Linked DNA regions of Mus musculus: all the other regions are linked to region 2. Evidence: chromatin contacts called from public ChIA-PET, Micro-C and promoter capture Hi-C data. All regions are on one chromosome and are shown on one strand. Each heading gives the region's core, a stretch centred on a gene start, on an enhancer-like site or on the middle of the called end of the contact. The rest is flanking DNA. Distances are from core to core; before and after follow the strand shown.

Region 1 (2,773 bases), core at 154-2,653, 670 kb after region 2:
GACCAGACTGGCCTCAAACTCAGAAATCCACCTGCCTCTGCCTCCCAATTGTTAGGATTAAAGGACATGTTCCACCAACACCTGCCACATCTTATTCTTGATATTTGGCCCTAGTTCTTAATACACAGTACCTAACATAACTTTTTAAAAGATAAGTGAATTTTAGTTCTAAAGTTTTGCAATGCTCAAATTCTGTAGTTAAGATAATTGCTCAAGAACTTAAGTTTCCATTCCCCTAAATTGTAGCCATGCTTGATCAAGCAGAACTGGGCAGGTGACTGTCCCCGAGCCTTAGTGTTTGTATTTGATCTTGTCCAAAAGGCAGAGAATTGAGCATTACCACATTTGGAAAATTAACCATCTTCCATTCCTTTCTAAGAGGAATATGAACTGTGGATTTCACAATGGCACTTCCCAAGGATAGCATTCTGTATGTTTATGTTTGTTACACCAGTAAAACATGTCATGTATCCTGTCATGCAGAAGGCTAAAGATGTGACATCTCCATAGAATATAAGATATTGCTTTCCTCAGTGGTGAAAGGCTAGTACTAAATAAAACAGTACCACTCTTCAACTCTTGAATATTCCCCACTAAATTGCCTTAAAAATTGCATTTGCCTGGCCCATGCCTTTAATCCCCACACTCAGGAGAAAAGGGCAATCAGATGTGAGTTCAAGGTCAATCTGGTCTAAACAGCAAATTCCAGGTCAGCCAGAGTAATGCTGAAATTCTGTATCTTCATTCCCCACCAACACGCAAGCAAGCAAAAGCACGCGCGCGAGCAGGCGCGCGCACACACACCTACACACACACACACACACACACCCGTCAAATCACAAAAACACTGCTTCCTATTAAAACTTTAATGTAGAAAGGATGAGGAGAGGGGATGCTTGTACCCTTACGCCTTTAAGTCTTACGACCCCTAGGACCCACTTCACACAACGCCCGCTCCTTACTCCATTCCACACCCCATGCACCAGACAAACCAATGAAATCGTCAGAGACAGCTCCACCCCGGTGGGTGGCAGATACGAAGTCCCTAGGAAGGTGCGCCCCACGCGGCTTCTGGGCCAGTAGGGGATTTCAGACCGCAGGTTAGCCGAAGGGCTGGAGTCTGTGGTGAGACCCGCAGGTGGAGGACAGGGTGACTCAGACACGTTTGTCCTGAGACCCTCTATCACCTGCGCAGACCGCCCCCTCATCCGCCCTCCCGCGACCTGGAGCCCACCCAGCCGCGGATGCCGTACCCGATGTGCTCGGAAAGCCTTAACGAGGTACCGGTAGGCCGCTGTGTCGCGATATGGCCGCCCGGTGGCCGCGTTCAGGTAGCGCAGCTCCCTCAGAAGGCCCCGCAGAGTGCGCGCCGGGGACCCCAGGGCCGCCATTTTTCTGTCCTTGGAGAGCCTGGTCCCTCACTGCCTCGGGCGAGGTGTTCCCCCGCCCACTCCGCCCCACAGCGCCCTCTACCGACCACCCTTGGAGGGAAACGCGAGTGACAGGCACCTCAGGGGACCAGGAGAGCAAGGGAAGGTGCCGAATCCTCTCGGCCCTTCTGACTGCGTCCCTTTGGACTGCCGTAAGCTGATGGCCGCCGAGTCTCTGAGGAAAGGTGTCTGGCAGGAGAGTATGTGGATGTCTGGACATAGGTCACGCCAAAAAGATCTTACTGTTTCTACCAGGGATGTCAAAATTAAACGTACCGACCTCCAACTTTATGGTCCCCGCAGCCTAGGAGAAGAAAATGAACTCATACCCTGGTATGGCAAACTGCAGCCCCTTTACTAGTAAAGCCTCACATCCAGTTCTCTAGTTTTGTTTTGTTTTTCTGTTTGTTTATTGTTGTTTTTCGAGACATGGATTCTCGGTATAGCCCTGGCTGTCCTGGAACTCACTCTGTAGACCAGGCTGGCCTCGAAATCCGCCTGCCTCTGCCTCCCGAGTGCTGGGATTAAAGGCGTGCGCCATCACGCCTGGCTTTTTTTTTTTTCGTTTTGTTTTTTTTGTTTGATTGTTTTTCCCCGCAGTTCTCTAGTTTTAAAACAAGATGGCCGGGCGTTGTGGCACACGCCTTCACTGCCTGCAGAAGCAGGCGGATCTCACAGCTCATAGACCATTATGGTCTGCAGTTTGTTCTAACCCAGCCAGAACTAGGTAGAGAGACCTTGTCTCTAAATACATAAAATAAACAGTAAGTTTGACTCGCAATAATCATCTAATTAGATGATGTTAAAATAGATAAAAAAAAAAAACGAACCACCCCAGATGGGACTCGAACCCACAATCCCTGGCTTAGGAGGCCAATGCCTTATCCATTAGGCCACTGGGGCTTCTTCTACTGATGTCCTCAAACACCATAATCAAGTTATTTCCTGTTTCGTACGTCATCACTTAAATTTATTGTTTTTACCCTATCACAGAGAACCAAACTCAGCCTCAGTGTGAAACGGATGCCTGCTGGGAAATGTAGTTTAGATGCCAAGAGTCAACCGCTTCACCCTGCAAACAGTGGATGCCACGAAGCCGAACGGGCTCCCGCTTTTGCTTACGTGTTCGTGTTTCTGTGCGTAGTAGCTCTGCGCCTGCGCAAAAGTGGGCCCGGGAGACGTCAGAGCCAAACGGGCTGCGGAAACCAGTTCCTCGAGCCTCCCTCTGGTCCTATTCTTTGTCAGATTGTAACAGGAAAAGCCAAGCCCCTTCCGATTGGGCTACTTTCAGGGTTTGTCTTCGCTCTTAGCTGGTCGTTAGGTGGCGTTTAGGTAGTGGTCAG
Region 2 (2,787 bases), core at 193-2,692:
ATTATTAGCTATAATTTTTAATAGATCTTTCAGGAATTTGTTGAGCCACGATACTAAAATTACATATGCTTCAAATTTATTGGGTTTGTGTCAACCATGATTTTCAGGCCTTTCTTTTCTTGTGATGTATGTGAGAAACATACATCTGTGTAGTACAGAAAGGATTGGGCATATAACGGAGAAACAAGTTTAGTTCCAATTCTGAGATTGTGGCAATTTACTCGATTTCCTCCACTAAAAGAAAAAAAATAAAAATAAAAATAAAGGCTAGACTAAACCAGGGAGCGTCACTGCCTGGGGACGGTGAGTTGACTCACCTGTTCATGTTCCAAAACATAAGTTACCCAGGGAGCTTTATTGCTTTCTCTGGATATAAATGCTCACAGAGATTCAGCTTCCAAGTTGATTTGATAATCCTTAACATTCTATTCACTTTTCTCTATTCTAAATTTGTTGGGTAGTTTTATTCCTCAGTTTATCACCTCACATCTGATTCAGCTTCACCTTTGACTAAAAAAACAGTGATGGCCTGTGTTGCGCAGAGAACTCCTAAAGGATTTTTTTTTTCTTTTTGGTAGCATCTCCCTTCCCAGGGAAAAGACGTTTCAAAATTTTCTCCCCACTTCCCCAATTAGCAGAGCAGAGCAGAGCAGTCACAGCCAAGTTGTGTTATTTATAAAAACACCGGTTCTTCATTCCTCTCACCAACCCCATCTCAAGCCTGGTTCCCCCTTGGCGACAGATATTAACGGAATTCCTCCTGGAGACCACGTTCTTCCCCCCCCCCACAACAGCGGCTCCAATCAACACACAGATTTCCAAGTTGCTCTCTGGGAATTTGGGCGCGACGCTTTCGGAAGTTTGAGTGCGTTTCACAAGGCGTTCCTCCACCTCGGGAGGCACAACTGCTTGACGTGTCACCCCGGTCGGGGCCCACGCAGGACGGGGGTGGCATCCTCAGTGGGCGGCTGCTAAGTGACGCGAAGCGAAGCGACCCTGGAGGGCTGAAACTTCCGAGCTTCTCCGCCTCAGAATACAGCCACAGCATCCACCTTTTCACACGGCAGGAACTTCCCCCGCGAGCCTGGGCTTCCACTCGGGGAGCAGTGAGGACGGCGAGACCCGCTCCACGCACGCTCCCGCCGTCCTCCTCCTCCTCCGTCTGCAGTCGCGCGCCCGCCGCCGCCACTGCGGCGCGTGCCCTCACGGCGTCTCCGCCCCCTCCCCGGACCGCCAGCCCCGCTGCGGGTCGCCGCGCAGGTCGCCGCGGAAGGTGCCAGGGAGCGCGCGCGGAGACCGAGAACGTGCGCGGGACGCACGGCCCCGCGCTGAGCGCCGGAAGCAGCCGACGGGCCTCGCGCGTCGCGCGCGCGCGCGCCGCCCCCGCCCCTGAGCCGCGACCTTGCTCGCTCGCGCGCGCGCACTAAGACGCCGCCGCCGCAGCCGCCGCCGCTGCTGCTGCCGCCGCCGCCGCCGCCGGGGCTGCTGCTCCGGCTGCTGCAGGAGGCGGCGCTGGCTGGCGGCTGCGCTCGCTCCAGTCAGCGAGCGGAGGAGCGAGCGTGTGTGTGTGTTTTTTAAAGATGGCCGGAGCGGCGGCGGCGGTGGCCGCGGGAGCAGCAGCTGGAGCCGCCGCGGCAGCGGGGTCGGTGTCCGCTCCGGGTCGGGCCTCGGCGCCCCCTCCGCCTCCGCCCGTGTACTGTGTATGCCGGCAGCCGTACGACGTGAACCGCTTCATGATCGAGTGCGATGTCTGCAAGGACTGGTTCCACGGCAGGTAAATAAACCCCCTCAGTCCCACCGCCGTCGCCTGCGGTCACCGACCAGCCGCTGCCGCTGCCGCCTGCGCCTCCCTCGGGCTCGGCTGCCGCGTCGCTCCCCACGTCCCGACTCTTAGGCACCGAGTGTCCGGGCCGGGTGGAGGCGAGAGCGGGGGCCCCCGGTTGCCCGGCAGGCTGCGGAACGGAGCCGGTGGGCTCGGCCGGCCCGGGCGAAGAGTCGCCACAACAAACAGGAACAAAGGGGCCGGCAGAGAAGTTGGCAGGGGAAGCCCGGTTGAGGGGACGCGGTGGGCGGCACGGCTCGGGTGGCGGAGGAGCGAAGGCAGGCCCGCAGCCCGCGGTCCCCCCACCGCCCTGGCTGCCGCCCACTGCTGTGTCCCGGGCTCCCTTCGCCCCGTGCCTGCCCTCGCCAGCCGCCGCGCTTGCTGCGCTTCCGGGCGGCCGCGGCTCGGTCCGGTCGCGGGTCGCCCCCGCCGCGGGTCCCGTCGCGCCCCCTTCTCTCTTTATCAAACTTCCTCGGGCGGCGGGACGGGGCGGTGGGACGACGGGCGCGAGTAAACAGAGCAACAGATGTGGCACTCGCGAGGTGCGGGGCCCCGTCACGGCACAGTTTGGCCAGCCGCTGGCCCACCCCGCAACACACCCCCTATGGCCGGGGGGGGGGGGCGGGCGGGCCGGGCCGAGGGGACGTCGCCGCAGACCCTCCCGGGCGTCGCTGTAGCGCCTCAAACTTTACAGTGAGTGCGTCTCTGGCGACACCCGGACGGCCCGCCGCGGTGGCCTGGGCACTGCGGCCATCCAACTTTGGGGCGGTGCGGTGGCGGACGATGCCCTCCGATGCCGCCGCCGCCGCCGCACCGCAGGTTTGACGTTTGGGAGAGCTCGGGCCGCCTCCGCAGCCAGGCCGCCGACTCGTGTGTTTTGTAATCAAAGTGTGAGGCTAATAAAGGGCGGCGCCAGAGCCTCTTGACTCCGGCGTGGGAGGGATTCGCAGGCATTTAAACAAAGA
Region 3 (2,700 bases), core at 39-2,538, 910 kb after region 2:
TCTAAGGGCAAGGTCTTTGGCTGAGTCGGGATCTCACCCATTTGGTTAGTCTAGCCAATTAGCTGCCCCTGTGGATCCTGCCACTGCCTACCAAGTGCTTGCATTACAAGTGGCCCCCACATCTTCCTGTATTTGTATAGGATCTGGGCATTCAAATTCCAGCCTCACACTTGTCTAGTAAGTGTTTTATCCACTGGGCTGTCTTCCCAGTCCATCTATTCTGTAACATACAGAATCAGTCTTATTAAACTTCTGGATACACTTGCTTACAACATCAGTGCCCTTGAAGTAAAATTCTTCCCTATCTCTATCTTGCTTGAACGTCTCTTCTCTCTGTGTGCATGTGGTTTTCATTCCTCTCTAACCCCTTTCTCAACTTGAATCTTTCTTTTTTCAGTTGTATCTTAGGTCGGCTTCTCTCAGAGGCAAACAGAGAAGGATTGTTTGAGAGCAGACCCTTTACAAGGTAATCCCAAGGAACCACTTCTCAGTTTACATTTTCGGCTGGGCTCCCTGGTAAGCAGATAAGGATTCCATGTAAACCGTTTCTTAGTAGGGAGGGAACACAGGGAAAGGCAGGTTCTACAGGAGCAACAGGGTTCTTTTCCATTAAGGAATCATAGCGACGAAACCATAGAATATCTCTCGACCACTCCGTAGAGGAATAATACGCTAGGAATTTGTCCATTGTTAGGAAGGAAAATCCTTTTAGGTTTAGTGGGTGTTTATGTATATTGTCACCAATTTGACAATAGGAAAAATGTTTATTTATAAGCTGACAGAGAAAAATCAACAATATCATGGCTCAATCCCATCTGAGGCATGGAGCTGATTGATCAGTATTATGGTGTGTGTTCAATAAACCATCCCTATCTGACTGAAATCGGGGTTTGTGTAAGCTCGTGGGGCGACTCATGGACCCCAACACTTAGGAAGTTTTTACCCACTGTGCTGGTTCCTTACTAGGTTTTTTGAGACAGGGTGTCATGTAGTCCAGGCTAGCCTCCAACTCCCCTTTGCAAAGGACGCTGGCCTTGATCTCGGCCTTTTCTTGCCCCCACCTCCCAGGTGCTAGCTAACATTCCAGGCGCGCGCCCCCAGGCTGGGAGAACCACTTCAGCAGTTTACATTCTTTGCAGCCCTCCCTGTTATCCGGTATCTGCCAGGAACCCAGGAGCCAGGAATGTTGCAGGGGCTCAGGCCCTGCCTTCTGAGGCCCGGCCCCCTACAGCTCGCAGGCTCCGGTCGGGGCCGCGGCGGGGAGGAGCCTGGAGGCCCCGGGCTGGCGGGGACGCGCTGGCGGGCCATGGCGGACCTCACTCTGTGCGCGTTCCTCACCAAGGTGCTGTGTGCTCACGGCGGCCGCATGTTCCTGCAGGACCTGCGCGGCCACGTGGAGCTGTCGGAGGCGAAGCTGCGGGCCGTGCTGCGGCGCGCGGGTCCAGAGCGCTTCCTGCTGCAGGAGGTGGAGCTGCGCGACGGCCCGTGGGACGCAGAGGCCGAGGTGGCGGCGGGCGAGGGCGCGGGCGCGGGCTCAGGCGGCGGCGCCACGGCCTGCAGGGTGATGGCCGTGTCCTCCGCGCGCCTCTGCGCCCGCTACCAGCGCGGGGAGTGTCAGGGCTGCGACCAGCTGCACTTGTGTCGCCGCCACATGCTGGGCAAGTGCCCCCACCGCGACTGCTGGTGAGGGGCGGAGTCCTCAGTGTCCAGCGGGGCAGTGGGTGCGGGCGGGCGGGATGCGCCTTCCGGATGCTTCTCGGCGAGCCTGGGTGGGATGGGACAAAGGCCTTCGCGCTGGCCGCCCTGTGCACCTAGTCGCCGAGAGAAATAATATGGAAGGTCTCTCCACTGAGGTTTATTATTCACCCCCCCCCCGCCCCCCAATTTGCTGTCCCTGTCCCAGGATGCTAGGATGTTCCACAACAGCAGCCCGGTTGAATCCGTGTTGCCACTTTTGAATTCACTTATGCCAAATGCCGCTTGAGGGACACCTGGGGGCTTTATGGCCCGCGGAACTTCTGTTCCCTTCTCTCCCTCCTTCCATAACCACAGCCCTTTCGCGCTTAAAAATCTGGTGTCCAATCGCAGGAAACTGGTGGCAGGATGGGGTGAGGGCATAGTGCTGCATAGCCCAAGCCCAGTGCTTTGCAGCAATCCGGGAAGCTTTCTAGTGCTTTCTTTGTAGTGTTGGTGGACAAAGAGAGGCCAGCAGCTGTTGTTGGCCTGAAGATTACGTTTTAGTCTTTACAAAAACAGATAAGTAATCTCAAAAAAGCCTGAGGGTAGGGTACTCACAGAACAGGGAAATGACCCCTGGAAGCTGAGTTGCCTCAATCCGAATTGTTTTATTAGTACTTGGGGAATTCACTTGTGAAGTGGAAATGCCCTAGGCAGAGTTAGACCCACCAGCCTCTTCCCTCTTCTTGACCCGGCCTCCTGACTGCTTTGAACTCTTCTAGGTCTACCTGTTCTCTGTCCCATGATATCCACACACCTATCAACGTCCAAGTCCTGAAAAGCCGGGGGCTTTTTGGCCTCAATGAAGGGCAGCTGCGAATCCTGCTTTTGCAGAACGACCCCTGCCTTTTCCCAGAGGTGAGTCCTTGAGAAGTCGCCATCCTACCATCAACTGTGGCAAGGCTTTCTCTCACTGATGTCTATCCCTCGATGTTTGTGTTCTTTTGTTGGGATAGGATCTTA
Region 4 (2,862 bases), core at 201-2,700, 770 kb after region 2:
TTTTTTTTTTTTCCGTCATTCTCCAGAAATCCACAACGGACAAAATGCTCCCAATTCGAACTAATGAGAGCCACTCAAATAATATGACTGGGCAGCCACCGGGTAAGACAAGAGACCTTTCCATTCAAAGACAATGTGCACAAACTCAACACACACACACACACACACACACACACACAAAGCTAACAATATTTACCAACACAAGTGCAACCACATTACGAATCCACTTTTTCATTCCTAACGTGGAATCATTAGTTTCTGAAAATGTTTAATTTCTCTTAAATCCCCTTCAATCAAGGAAAATAAACCACCCGGCCACGAGCCCATCTCAGCAGCCCTGGCGCACGGTACAGCTGGGTTGAGGAAGGATGAGGATGAGCCGAGAAGGGGTCACACAATCTCTCCGCTTCAGACCGGGGGGCGTGTCCCCCAAGGTTTTTTTTTCGCTTCCCTTCTACCGGAACGACAGATGGAAGTGCCACAAGAAGCTAGCCGCACGGCTCACAGGGCCTCGGGATTTGGTGTGGGGAACAGAAAGGAAAAGGAGGAAAAAGCTGAGGTTTCGAAAGGTGCACAGGAAAACCGGCTCGGCGCGGTGTGGTGGGGGCAGCATCGGCCACCCAGGAGGGCCGAGCCGCGCAGCTCCCGCCCCGTCTAGCTGCCCGGCCCCCGCCACCCCACCCCCGGGGCGAGCGAAGTGCAGAGCAGCCCGGGCAGGCGGCGGGTCCGGAGGCGCCCGGGCTGTGGGGCGGCCGGGAGGGAGGGACCCTCTGTACCCGTTGTTCTCCGCACAGCAGCAGCTCCGGGTAGCTGAACTCCACGCAGCTTTCGTCCGTGGGGTCCTTGAGCACCAGCTCCAGGCGAACCGTCTCCTTCGGCGGTCGCGGCGGCGGCTCCGCCCGGGAAGCCGACTCCCGCGGAGGGGGAGTCTGCAGGGGCAGCGGCGGCGGCGGCGGCTCGGGCCGCGGGGGCTCGCGCTGCAGCGCCATGGGCGGCTCGGCGCGGCTGACCTCGCGCTGGGGGAGCGGCTTGTCGCGCGCCGGGGGCTGCGCGTCAGCGCGGGGGGCCGGCTCCGCCCGGGCCGGCTCGCGGTACGGCTGCGGCTCCAGTCGGGGGGGCTCGCGCTCGGCGCCCGCGAAGTCGGCCTCGCGTCGCCTCACCGGTGACAGGCTAATGAACGCGACTCTGCGCGGCTCCGCCATCCCCACTGTTCTGGCCCTCGGCGCTCGCTCGAGCCGGCTCTCGCCTCGACGCCGCACGGCGCGCCTGCCCGCCTCTCCTTCTGCTCTCCGTCACTTTTCTTCCCTCCAGCACCCTCAGCTGTCCCCGCGGACGCCACCGTGAGTGCGGACCGGGTCCCCGTCCCCGCTACTACGTTCTGATGGGCTCCACCGCCATCGCCAGGGTCGCCGCAGCCGCCATGTTGGATCCCCCACATAAATAGAAGCAGGCCGCTGAGCGGGCGCATGCGCACACTCGAGACGCTCGCGTCCACAGTCGTGGCTGTTGCTCAGTTTTCCCCTTTTCCTCTCAACAGTCTGGAGGCCAGACAGCTCGGCGGAAGTGACGTCACAGACAGGCCTGTCTCCGTGGCAACGGGGACGCTCTCTGCTTTGCTTTCAAAGGAGGGGTTTGGGGTTCCCTGAGTGATTTCCTCCTCTCGCCCGGAAACCGAGGCACGCTCGCCGATCCCTTAGGGTGAGCGTCGCGATGTGCCTGGGACCGACACAGTCATGGCGCCGGGTCCCGCCCGACGTTGGCCTCTGGCTCTCGGCGCTGGGGAACAGGGTTGTCAGCTGAGGATTCCAGGCGGACCCAGGGCAGGGGTGAGGGGCTCGCGGCCCGGCGCCGGGCCCGCCGGTCTGTTGTCCCGTCACCTGAGGTGTCCAGGGTAGAAAGGCGAAAACTAAACTCTCCTCAGACCCCTCCCGAAAGCGCTACGCTGCCTCCCACACCGCTGCCTCCCACACCTCTTCCTAGCCGCTTTGCGCATGGCGGTGAGACGTTCAGTGACGCGCCTCAGTTGGGAAATTGAACTGGCAAAGGAACAGTTCTTGAAGACTTGAACGTCTTGGCAGCCTTTGGTGTTATTTTAGGGGACATGCTCCCGGGGGAAGAAAATTCACGGCTCATCTTTGAGTGGGAAGGAGCGTTGCTTAGGCTTCGTTGGAGCATCGTGGGAAACGAACTGGAATTCAGATTTTAACGGACGAGAATTACTAGCCCTTTTCATCTATTCAATAGAAAGGGAATTGAAAGACTCCCTTGCCGCATCCTCAAGGAAACCCAAGCTTGTTAATTGCATCAACTATATTAGATGTTGAAGAGCTGAGTCAAAGAGTCGTCACAGACGTTTTTAATATTTGCTCTTCTATTCCTTTCCAAAGGTGTACCAAATGGTGATGGAATGTTCAACCCAAAAGATTGTGCTAGCTCTAAGCCAGGTGTAGAGATGTATCCCTTTAGTGTCAGGAAGATACAGGCTGTTACATTTCAACATGGTCCACATAGACAACTGCAGGTCAGCTAACACTTCTTTTTTTTTTTTTTTTTTTTTTTTTTTGGTTTTTTGAGACAGGGTTACTCTGTGTAGCCCTGGCTGTCCTGGAACTCACTCTGTAGACCAGGCTGGCCTCTGCCTACCGAGTGCTGGGATTAAAGGCATGCGCCACCACGCCCGGCCAGCTAACACTTCTTAATGGAAGTGGGTGCACTCTGGAGCCAGGCGGATCTCTATGAGTTCAAGGCCAGCCTGGTCTATTTAGTGACTTCTAAGACAGCCAGACCTACATAGTGAGACCCTGTCTGGAAAAAAAAAAAAAAAAAAAACTGGCAGCAGCAACAAGAAAAAAAAAAGAGGAA
Region 5 (2,700 bases), core at 52-2,551, 850 kb after region 2:
TCTTATGAATTTGTTTTTAAATTTTAAATTACATTTATCAGAGAGAGAGGGGGGAGGAGGAGGGAGGGAGGAAGGAAGAGAAAGAGTGTTGTGGAGGTCAGAGGGCAACTTGCTAGAGTAAACTCTCCCAGCATGTGGGGAAATTCTGGGGGTCAAATTAGTGTCCTGTGTTTTAGCAACTGGTGCCTTTACCTGCTCAATTATCTTCCTGGCCAATAATCCCTTTGCCCCAGTCTCACAAGTGCTGATATTACCGGCATGCCTTCACCACGCCAAGCTTTTAATATTATTTTAGCGTGTGTTTGTCTGAGTGGGTGGGGTCACTCGCACCTCCCTCTTGTGAAGTTTGAAAGCATCGCAGTGCACACTTCTCCTGCACCGTGCCTGCAGATTTTAAAGAAAGGGTTCCCATCTGATCGGTGAGCGCTCCATTCATTTCATTTCTGAGTGCTGAAAGGAAAGCCCCTTTCTTTTTCTAATTTGGGTCTAGTGTTTACTGGCCTGCAAATTAGCTGAGAATACAGATGAGACAAACTAAACACAATTGTGCAAAAGAAGTTTTAAAGTCACAATTTAACAAGGGGAGGAGGCCGAAGAGCGTATAAGGTTTGTGTGTGGTGAGTGTGTTTCACTACGGAGTCTGGAAGGACAATCGGAGTTTTTTTTTAATGCTAATGTTTGGAGCAGCAGAATCTTCCGGAAAGCTCCCTGGGGACACGGATGGCTCTTTAATTTCATCAGCCTTTGCTTTCCTCAAAGGGAAATCTAGTTATTATTTCCTTCTGTCTCTACAGTAACTCTACGGTAAGGTAAGGGTTTACCTTAAAAATCATCTTCATGCCAAGGGGGGAGGGGTGGGGGAAATCTGAAGACATTCTAAGCAGTTGGTTTGAGGCACCAAAATTGGAGATTTTAAGTTAGCAAGGCCAGAAAGGATCAAAGAGTGGGTCTTCAAATAGCTCTGGAGAAGGCTACGTAAGAAACCAGGGAGAGTAACAATCACCGCCCTCTAAGAGGGGCTCGGCACTGGGTAGAAAGTGCGTAATCCTAGATCTGGTGCCGCGGAATCAGGCCCGGAAACAAACTCTCGAGAACCTCGGTCATCCGAGCTCCACCTGTTCCTTCAAGTTATTTCCCCAAGTGCGGAGTTCGGATAATATCCATGTCCTAAGGTGGTGGCGAGCATTGACGACACTCGGCGGAGAGTCCCGCTTACAGGAAGCGCTCACCAGGTCTGCTCTTTCCGGGGCTGGGTGGGGCTGATTTGAGGACGCCTCTAGTGGGCCCCCCAGGATGCGTCACTCTCCTCAGGCTCATCAAAACTCCACCCGAGCCTCACGAACGTCCTTACTTCCTCTCTTCCTGGTAGCAGCCTTGCAGTCCCGAGCTCGGGGGACCTCACGTCTAGCCTGGAACCGAGGGTACCGCGCCGCGGCGGACCTGCCCGCCTAACGTCGCTCGCTTCCCATTCGCTCTCCCGCGCGGCTGACTTTAAATCTGACCCCAGGACCTCGTCGTCGAGGTCGGGCCTCGCGACACCACCGCCGGAGTTGGAAAGCGAAACCGCTCTGCTCTGCGAGCGGCACCGCCCGCGTCCGCCCCTGGGACCGCGCGTAAGTTTCGATTCTCCGTGAAGCCGAGTCCCGCGCAGCGGCCGGAGCAGCGGCAGCCATAGCGCGCCATGACGGATCCCGAGGTATTCTGTTTCATCACCAAGATCCTGTGCGCTCACGGGGGCCGCATGACCCTGGAGGAACTGCTGGGTGAGATCAGCCTCCCCGAAGCGCAACTCTACGAGCTGCTGAAGGCAGCAGGGCCCGATCGCTTTGTGCTATTGGAGACTGGAGACCAGGCCGGGATCACTCGGTCGGTGGTGGCTACTACTCGAGCCCGCGTCTGCCGTCGCAAGTACTGCCAGAGACCCTGCGACAGCCTGCACCTTTGCAAGCTTAATCTGCTCGGCCGGTGCCACTATGCACAGTCCCAGCGGTGAGTGCAGCGGGAATGGGGAAGGTTCTCTAATTGCCTAGTCCGGCGCCGCGGGGCAGCTTCCTAGGGGAGGCGGGAACCGGGTGGATATGGCTCACTCGGCTGCAAACCCCTTCTCCCTCTATCCCTCCTAATCTCTAGACCAGTGGTTCTCAGCCTTCCTAATGCTGCGACCCTTTAATACAGTTCCTCAGGTTTGTGACCCTCAACCATAAAATTATTTTCGTTACTACTCCGTAACTGTAATTTTGCTACTGTTATGAAATGTAATGCAAGTATCTGTGTTTTCCAATGGTCATATTCGACTCCTGTGAAGTTAGACCCCCAGGTTGAAAAATCTGTAGCCAAAGCGCTATTGGAAAGGCGGACAAGGCTGCCTCTCTACCCTTCTCACCTCCCACCAGAATCCTAATTAAAGTACGTTTGCACCAACCAGAGTTTGTAGAAGTTGCAGGCACACCTTTTTCTCCTTGCTACTCTGGTACCTCGAATGTTGCGATCGCCCCAGAATCCTAGCGGTGCTGCCCAGTCTCCTGTGTCTCGGGTGCGCCAACTCCTGGATCGCTGTGACCCTTCACTCCTTGTCTCTCCACCTGGCCAGATAGATAACTAAAGGTATAGTGGCCTCTCAGCCTTCTTCCTAGTATGCGTGGTGGCCTGTACTACGACACCCCCCCCCCTTCTTGCAACCGACCCACTGTCTCAAATTGC
Region 6 (2,700 bases), core at 67-2,566, 660 kb after region 2:
ATTCTAATTCAGTGGGCATCAAATATCCAAAATGATTCTGTTTTCAGCACAGGTAAAATTTGCCAATATTTACTGAAGTCTCTAATACGTGGTCTAACAAAATGGAGGTCTCTCGGTGGGAAAAAAAAATAGGCCTAAACACTTCTACAAAATGGGGCCAAACACACCCACTTTAAGAAACCATGGTTTGGGTCAGATTTTCCACACACACGAAAAAAAAAAGTTGATTCTGTAAGGGCTCGACGAAGCGTCCCTGGAACTGGGGGTTAGTAGTGGTTTCGTTAAGACCAGGGAGGGAGGGGATGTTTCTCTCCACACTCTAGAGGACGGCGGCGAGGGGTGATCCGAAAGCCCAGAGGAAAGGAGCTGGAGCTGGGGGTGGAGACCTGAGCGCCCCGCCGGTCCCTGATCAATAGTCAAACTGACCGCCCCACTACTCCAAGACAGACTTGGGCTCTCCCAACCCCGCCAAGTCAACAGCAAAAGGCACAAACTCCCCTTTCTGCTCCCAGGCCCCGCCTCGCCGCATTGGCAGCAGTTCCCGCCAATCCGCACGGTCACCGCCCCCAAGACCGCCTGCCAAGCCCTGATTGGACTGGAAGAGAGACGGGGGGGACCTCGCGCTACCAATCTGGGAACCCCTTACTCGGCCGCACGCGCGCGCCCAAGTGCTCCCTCGGAGGCCTCCCCCTCCCCAGGCACGGCCCCTCCCCCACCCCCAGGGCTCTGGCAGCGACTTACCGTCCCGAGAGGTGCCCATTAACTGGTCCAGCATAGCGCGCATCTGGGCCTGCGCCGACATGGCGGCGGCGTAGCGGGCGGGCGGTCGGGCGGGCAGGCAGGCGGGGGTGGGGCACCGGCCGGGCCCTGGCGGGCGGGGGACGAGGGGAAGGGGTGGGGGAGGTGCGGCGCTGTCTCGGTGGCCGCCGCGGCCTCGAGGCCCGCGAGTAGGGAGTCGGAGGGGTCGTGGAGAGTCCGGGCTGCGCTCCTCACGACGGCGTGAACGCGGAAAATGGCAGCCCCCCTAGAGAGTGAGCCCTGGTGCCCTCACTCTCCGTCCGGTTCCTGAGACAGACGCGACACAGGCTAAGCCGACTCTCGCCTCCTCCCGACACCAACACCCGCCAGAAGCCGTCAACCCCCCCCCCCAGCAAGCGAGCTCTGACGCGGCTCGCAGCCGCCGCGACGGGAGCGCGCACGCAGCTCGCGCCTAGTCGTTTCCCGTGGGGGTTCGGCCAATCGCCATCCACGTCGCTGCGCTCCGCCCTGCCCCTCCTACGAAGGGTCCCACCCTAACGGCTCCCGAGCGCGTTCACGTCTGCTCACCCCGCCCCTCTCGGAGGCTGAGTCTCGCGAGAATGATGCTCTTTTTTTTTTTTTTTTTTTTTTTTTTTTTAGCCTACTCCGAAGCCTCTTCGGCCCCGGGCGTCTAAGCAGCAGGTCACTTAGGCCTTTGCTGTTTGCCGCCCTGGCGTCCAGCCGCAAATTAGCCAGTGCCGAGCTTAGAGCGAGTCGCAGTAAGTAGTGCGACAGAAGTTCTCAGGGTTAGTGCTTTCCCGACGGATGCTGGCGGAATCGCAAGCCCGTGGGAGCCCCGAGCCCGAGCGGAGGACACCTAACCTTATCCTCAGGCCACTGCCCCTCATCAGTGCCCGAGTTCGGGACATGTCAGGTTCAGGAAAAAGAAAAAGCAAACAAACCGCGAAATCAACACAGTGGAAATCAGGCCTCCCGACCCCTTCTGCTACGTTTAGGACAGCTGGAAGCTGCTAGTCTGAATTCGGAGCTGGGCAAAGTGAGAGCTTGGGACAGGCCATAATGCAGAGCAGCGTTTCCGTGGGGTTCTTGGCTGACTGTCGCCCTGCACTCCCACGCCCTGCTGACTGCGACCTTCCAACCGTAGTTGATTTCTTAATCTCAAGGCTGGTGGGGCTGAGGCCAGAGTGAGCCAACGGGAAATACTTAGGCCACGGCTGCTTACCGGTTTTCGAAAAGGAAAAAAAAACTGGCGAGTCTTTTAAGCTGAAACGTCGCAACTTTAGATAATAACTGGGAAATTATGGATATTTTTTGCCGTTTCATTATAATTGCCCATGCATTGAGGAACTAAAACTTCAAACTAGCGCCAGCTTCATATTAAAATCATATGAAAGAATCATCACAATTCCAAGGTTTAACTAGGCACTGAGCCGATGCAAATTACGTTATCTAGTCAGCAACTTGCCAAAAAAAAAAAAAAACACAATTATTCAGAGTACTGTTTTTGAGACAGGGTGTCAATGTTATGAGAAAAATAGCCTTAAAAAGTGAGAATACCGGAGACTCAGCATAGGTTAGGAATGGAGACATTTTTCACCTCTGCAGAAGTTAGGCATCACCCTGACACAAAAGACAAACTGAGCTGCCAACTTAGCATAAAACTGTTTAGTTGTTGTTTGGGTTTTTGTTTGTTTTTTTAATTACATGTCGTCTCTCTCCACTTTTTCTTCCCAACTTTTGGTTTTTTCGAGACAGGGTTTCTCTGTGTAGCCTGGAACTCACTCTGTAGACCAGGCTGGCCTCGAACTCAGAAATCCACCTGCCTCTGCCTCCCAAGTGCTGGGATTAAAGGCGTGCGCCACCACACCCAGCTTCTTCCCAATTTTTAACATTACCCTCTCTCCAAATTCCTCAGCCTTCTGGTTCAAGACACAAATATTA
Region 7 (2,700 bases), core at 42-2,541, 950 kb after region 2:
CAGAGAAAAGCGAGGAGAGGGGAGCCATACCTAGGGCTATTGTGGTCAGGGTGCAAACATGCTCAGACAAGCAAACTCTCTACTTGGGTATGCTGGAGACAACTCCAAGAATGTATATGTCTGGGGGAGCAGGAGAGCAATGTATGGGGGTTGCTTATGACAAGTGACACAATGGAACGCAAAAATTAGGGTCATCAACAAAAGCTTATAACCTAGATTCTCATCTTCCCTGAAATTTAACAGGTGCCTATTTTTTTTTTTTTTTCAGAACAGGAACTTCTGATTCTTTGCCTAGATAGATGAGTTTGCCCAGCAAAACTGGGTAGCATCTTTCTGGGTCTTTTGCCTACCTCACTGAAGAGCAACCTTGATCCTTGGCCAGTCTGGATGGCTGACATTTCCCACTGTCTGTCATAGTTTCTCACTCAACAAGATACTTCTCTTATGCACGGCTTGCAGACCACGGCTGGTGCAACCTCTGAAATACAACTGTCCAAAATTGTAGTGTGTTCTAGGACCTTCCAACCTTATTCGGCCTTCAGAGTTAATGCACTTGGCTCTTAGCACAGAGACACATGCTAACTCCCATCCACACCCCCATTTCCCCAGGAAACTAACCCCCAACAAGGTCTTTTTCATCATATATTGGTGCTACTTTCTTTTTTAAAAAATAAGGCCTGGATCTGTGTGTTTGTGTCTGTCCACTTTGATTCAGCTTCAGTAGCCCCTTTCTGAAGACTCACTAAGCTCAGGGCAGTAGGCCTAGGTCTTACCAAAGGCCCACCTTTGCCAACAAGGTGGCACAGCTCTGGAAAGGCAAAGGATGGGCTGAGCCCTGTGTGCCTCCTCCCCATTCTTTTCCAGCGCGCGGGCTCTGGGAAAGAGAGCCGACTTCTCTCGGCTTTGTCCGCTCAGCAGCCCGGGGTCTGCCAGGGACCACGGCCGCCCCGCACACACACCTGCTGCCCGCCCCGCGTGGGCGGCTCGGGAGGAGCGTGCTCCGGAATCACCCGGTTTGCGACCGTTCCTCTAGGGCCCCGGGGGTGCGGGTGCGGGGCGGCGCCGTCCCGGGCGCCCTCCTGAGAGGCGGGTCCTGTGGGAGGGCGGGGACCGGGTCCCGCCTCGCCCTCCGCCGGGCCGCCCGCAGGCAGGCGCCGGGCCGGCCGGGAGGTGGTGCTCGCCTCCCCGCGCGGGGCCGTGCGTTGCCCGGCAGCGGCTGCGAGGCTCGGGAGGGGGCGGAGCGGCGCGGCCGGCGTGCAGCGGCCCCAGTCCGCGGATCCGGCCCGGCCCGCCCCCGCCTCGCCGGCCTCGCTGCGCGCCGGTGCTAGGCGCCCAGTCTCCGCCGCAGCGGACGCCGGCGTCCCGGGCCTGAGCGCGCCCACGCCCGGAGGCCGGGGTGTCGGGGAGCCGACGCGTGGCCATGGAGCGGGAGCCCCGCGCCAGGGTTGCACTGGTGCCGGAGCGGTGCGGCCGCGGGCCTTCCTCCCGCCACCGCCGCCCGGGGCTGCTGCTCCCCGGCCTCTGGCTGCTGCTGCTCGCCGGGCCGGCCTCGTGCGCCCCAGGTAAGCCTCGCGGAGCCCCCCGGGACGCGGCCGCCACCCTGGCCGCCTTCTCTGCCGCGCTCGTCACCCCCTGGCTTCCCCACCCGCCCATCCTCTTTTATTCTTCACCGCTCCCTCGCCCTCCTTGCTGGAGATGCTTTCCTATTCTTCCTGGGCCCTGCAAATAAAGGCATGGAGGAGAGGAATAAATCCAAAGGAAAAAAGAGCGAGCGGTTTCTGACCGGTCTTGCTAAAAGGTCTGCAACCTAGTCTTCCGTGAACCATGTTGCCCGAGGCGGGTTTGGTGGTTTCTGCTCCGAAGATGCCTATTTTCTTTTTCCCCTTTGCAAAATGCAGGCACTGGAATTGTGTTTGTGCACGGTTGTGTGAATGTGGCGTAGCGAATGTTTTGGGATACTTTTATTGTTGGGGCAAAGGGATGCATCTGGTGTGTGCAGAAGAGCAGTTGTGCATTGCCGTGAACACCCAGTGTTACCCCAGATGCAAGCAAGCTGGCTGTGTCCCCCAGTGCGCCAGGACACAAAGAACATTCAAAGAAAAAAATCTCTTGGAAAGCGCCCTGGCCATGGATCTTTCCAGGGAACTAGCTATTGGTATTACCTCCACAAAGGCATTACAATGGAGTGTGAAAATATTTTGAGTCTGAAGTGTCAGGGCATGAAAGGAGTCATGGTTGGTTTTTATAATAGATGCAATTTAGTGACTGTTCATCAGCATGGGATTAAGAGACATGATTTATGAGGCGTGTGGGTGGGTTTTGTTTGTTGAGGAAATGGTTTAATTCATGTTGCTTCCCCGAAATGTTTATTTATCCATCCTGAGCACGCACTGCACTGGACTGGAGACCATCTCTGAGGTGACACAGTGCATCCTGTGATTGCCCCAGCCCACACGTGCTTGGTTGCTTTGTGGGTAGGAAAGGAAAGGAGAAAGGAGCAGTTTAGGTGGAGAGCTTCTTCTCACTGCTCAGGAGAGACAGAAAAGCCATGAAAGCAGCCCAGAACCCTGCCTGCTTGTGGGAGCAGGGCCAGAGGACTGCCAAGTGGTTTGAAGGAAGTAGAACGCATTTGAAGGTGTCCCTTAGGCCCGACTGTGGGCATTATAACTAGTGCCACAAAGGGGATGGTGGAATACAAGC

The links. Promoter capture Hi-C pulls out the DNA fragments that hold promoters and counts their contacts. Hi-C and Micro-C count contacts between places; a contact is called where the count stands out from the background. ChIA-PET counts read pairs in DNA pulled down with a chosen protein or histone mark. Capture Hi-C pulls out chosen DNA fragments and counts their contacts.
Region 1: a contact with region 2 is called in a Micro-C map of embryonic stem cells, with 7 times the contacts expected there. The contact joins the promoter of Fmc1 here to the promoter of Kdm7a in region 2. A contact is called at or near these places in 3 of 39 promoter capture datasets (liver, neutrophils and pre-B cells), 3 of 484 Hi-C or Micro-C datasets (all in embryonic stem cells) and 2 of 115 datasets of contacts at active chromatin or transcription factors (bone marrow-derived macrophages and pancreatic cancer cells).
Region 3: a promoter capture Hi-C map of pre-B cells shows a contact between it and region 2, with 3 times the contacts expected there. The contact joins the promoter of Zc3hav1l here to the promoter of Kdm7a in region 2.
Region 4: a Micro-C map of embryonic stem cells shows a contact between it and region 2, with 7 times the contacts expected there. The contact joins the promoter of Ubn2 here to the promoter of Kdm7a in region 2. A contact is called at or near these places in 1 of 39 promoter capture datasets (pre-B cells), 2 of 484 Hi-C or Micro-C datasets (both in embryonic stem cells), 1 of 115 datasets of contacts at active chromatin or transcription factors (pancreatic cancer cells) and 1 of 9 other capture datasets (liver).
Region 5: a contact with region 2 is called in a promoter capture Hi-C map of liver, with 2.5 times the contacts expected there. The contact joins the promoter of Zc3hav1 here to the promoter of Kdm7a in region 2. A contact is called at or near these places in 3 of 39 promoter capture datasets (the HPC-7 cell line, fetal liver and liver), 1 of 115 datasets of contacts at active chromatin or transcription factors (pancreatic cancer cells) and 2 of 9 other capture datasets (adipose tissue and liver).
Region 6: a contact with region 2 is called in an RNA polymerase II ChIA-PET map of memory CD8 T cells, with 78 read pairs. The contact joins the promoter of Luc7l2 here to the promoter of Kdm7a in region 2. A contact is called at or near these places in 6 of 39 promoter capture datasets (erythroid cells, fetal liver, hippocampal neurons and 3 more), 2 of 484 Hi-C or Micro-C datasets (both in embryonic stem cells), 3 of 115 datasets of contacts at active chromatin or transcription factors (astrocytes, effector CD8 T cells and memory CD8 T cells) and 2 of 9 other capture datasets (adipose tissue and liver).
Region 7: a promoter capture Hi-C map of liver shows a contact between it and region 2, with 2.9 times the contacts expected there. The contact joins the promoter of D630045J12Rik here to the promoter of Kdm7a in region 2. A contact is called at or near these places in 2 of 39 promoter capture datasets (liver and pre-B cells).

The regions. Positions count from the first base shown.
Region 1 is chr6:38,533,491-38,536,263 of GRCm38.p6, reverse strand. Fmc1 (formation of mitochondrial complex V assembly factor 1) reads right to left here and starts at 1,403. Exons shown (of 2, transcript NM_025363.3): 1 at 1,254-1,403. The coding sequence starts at 1,391. It overlaps n-TRcct1 (a tRNA gene), which reads right to left and starts at 2,333; the gene lies at 2,261-2,333.
Region 2 is chr6:39,205,428-39,208,214 of GRCm38.p6, reverse strand. It overlaps Kdm7a (lysine (K)-specific demethylase 7A), which reads left to right and starts at 1,442. Exons shown (of 20, transcript NM_001033430.4): 1 at 1,442-1,774. The coding sequence starts at 1,581.
Region 3 is chr6:38,297,847-38,300,546 of GRCm38.p6, reverse strand. It overlaps Zc3hav1l (zinc finger CCCH-type, antiviral 1-like), which reads left to right and starts at 1,288. Exons shown (of 4, transcript NM_172467.3): 1 at 1,288-1,683; 2 at 2,460-2,595. The coding sequence starts at 1,307.
Region 4 is chr6:38,432,513-38,435,374 of GRCm38.p6, reverse strand. It overlaps Ubn2 (ubinuclein 2), which reads right to left and starts at 1,450. Exons shown (of 17, transcript NM_177185.4): 1 at 777-1,450. The coding sequence starts at 1,202.
Region 5 is chr6:38,353,204-38,355,903 of GRCm38.p6, reverse strand. Zc3hav1 (zinc finger CCCH type, antiviral 1) reads left to right here and starts at 1,301. Exons shown (of 13, transcript NM_001347122.1): 1 at 1,301-1,989. The coding sequence starts at 1,682.
Region 6 is chr6:38,549,950-38,552,649 of GRCm38.p6, reverse strand. It overlaps Luc7l2 (LUC7-like 2 (S. cerevisiae)), which reads right to left and starts at 1,316. Exons shown (of 10, transcript NM_138680.3): 1 at 742-1,316. The coding sequence starts at 802.
Region 7 is chr6:38,252,730-38,255,429 of GRCm38.p6, reverse strand. It overlaps D630045J12Rik (RIKEN cDNA D630045J12 gene), which reads left to right and starts at 1,291. Exons shown (of 20, transcript NM_194061.3): 1 at 1,291-1,562. The coding sequence starts at 1,421.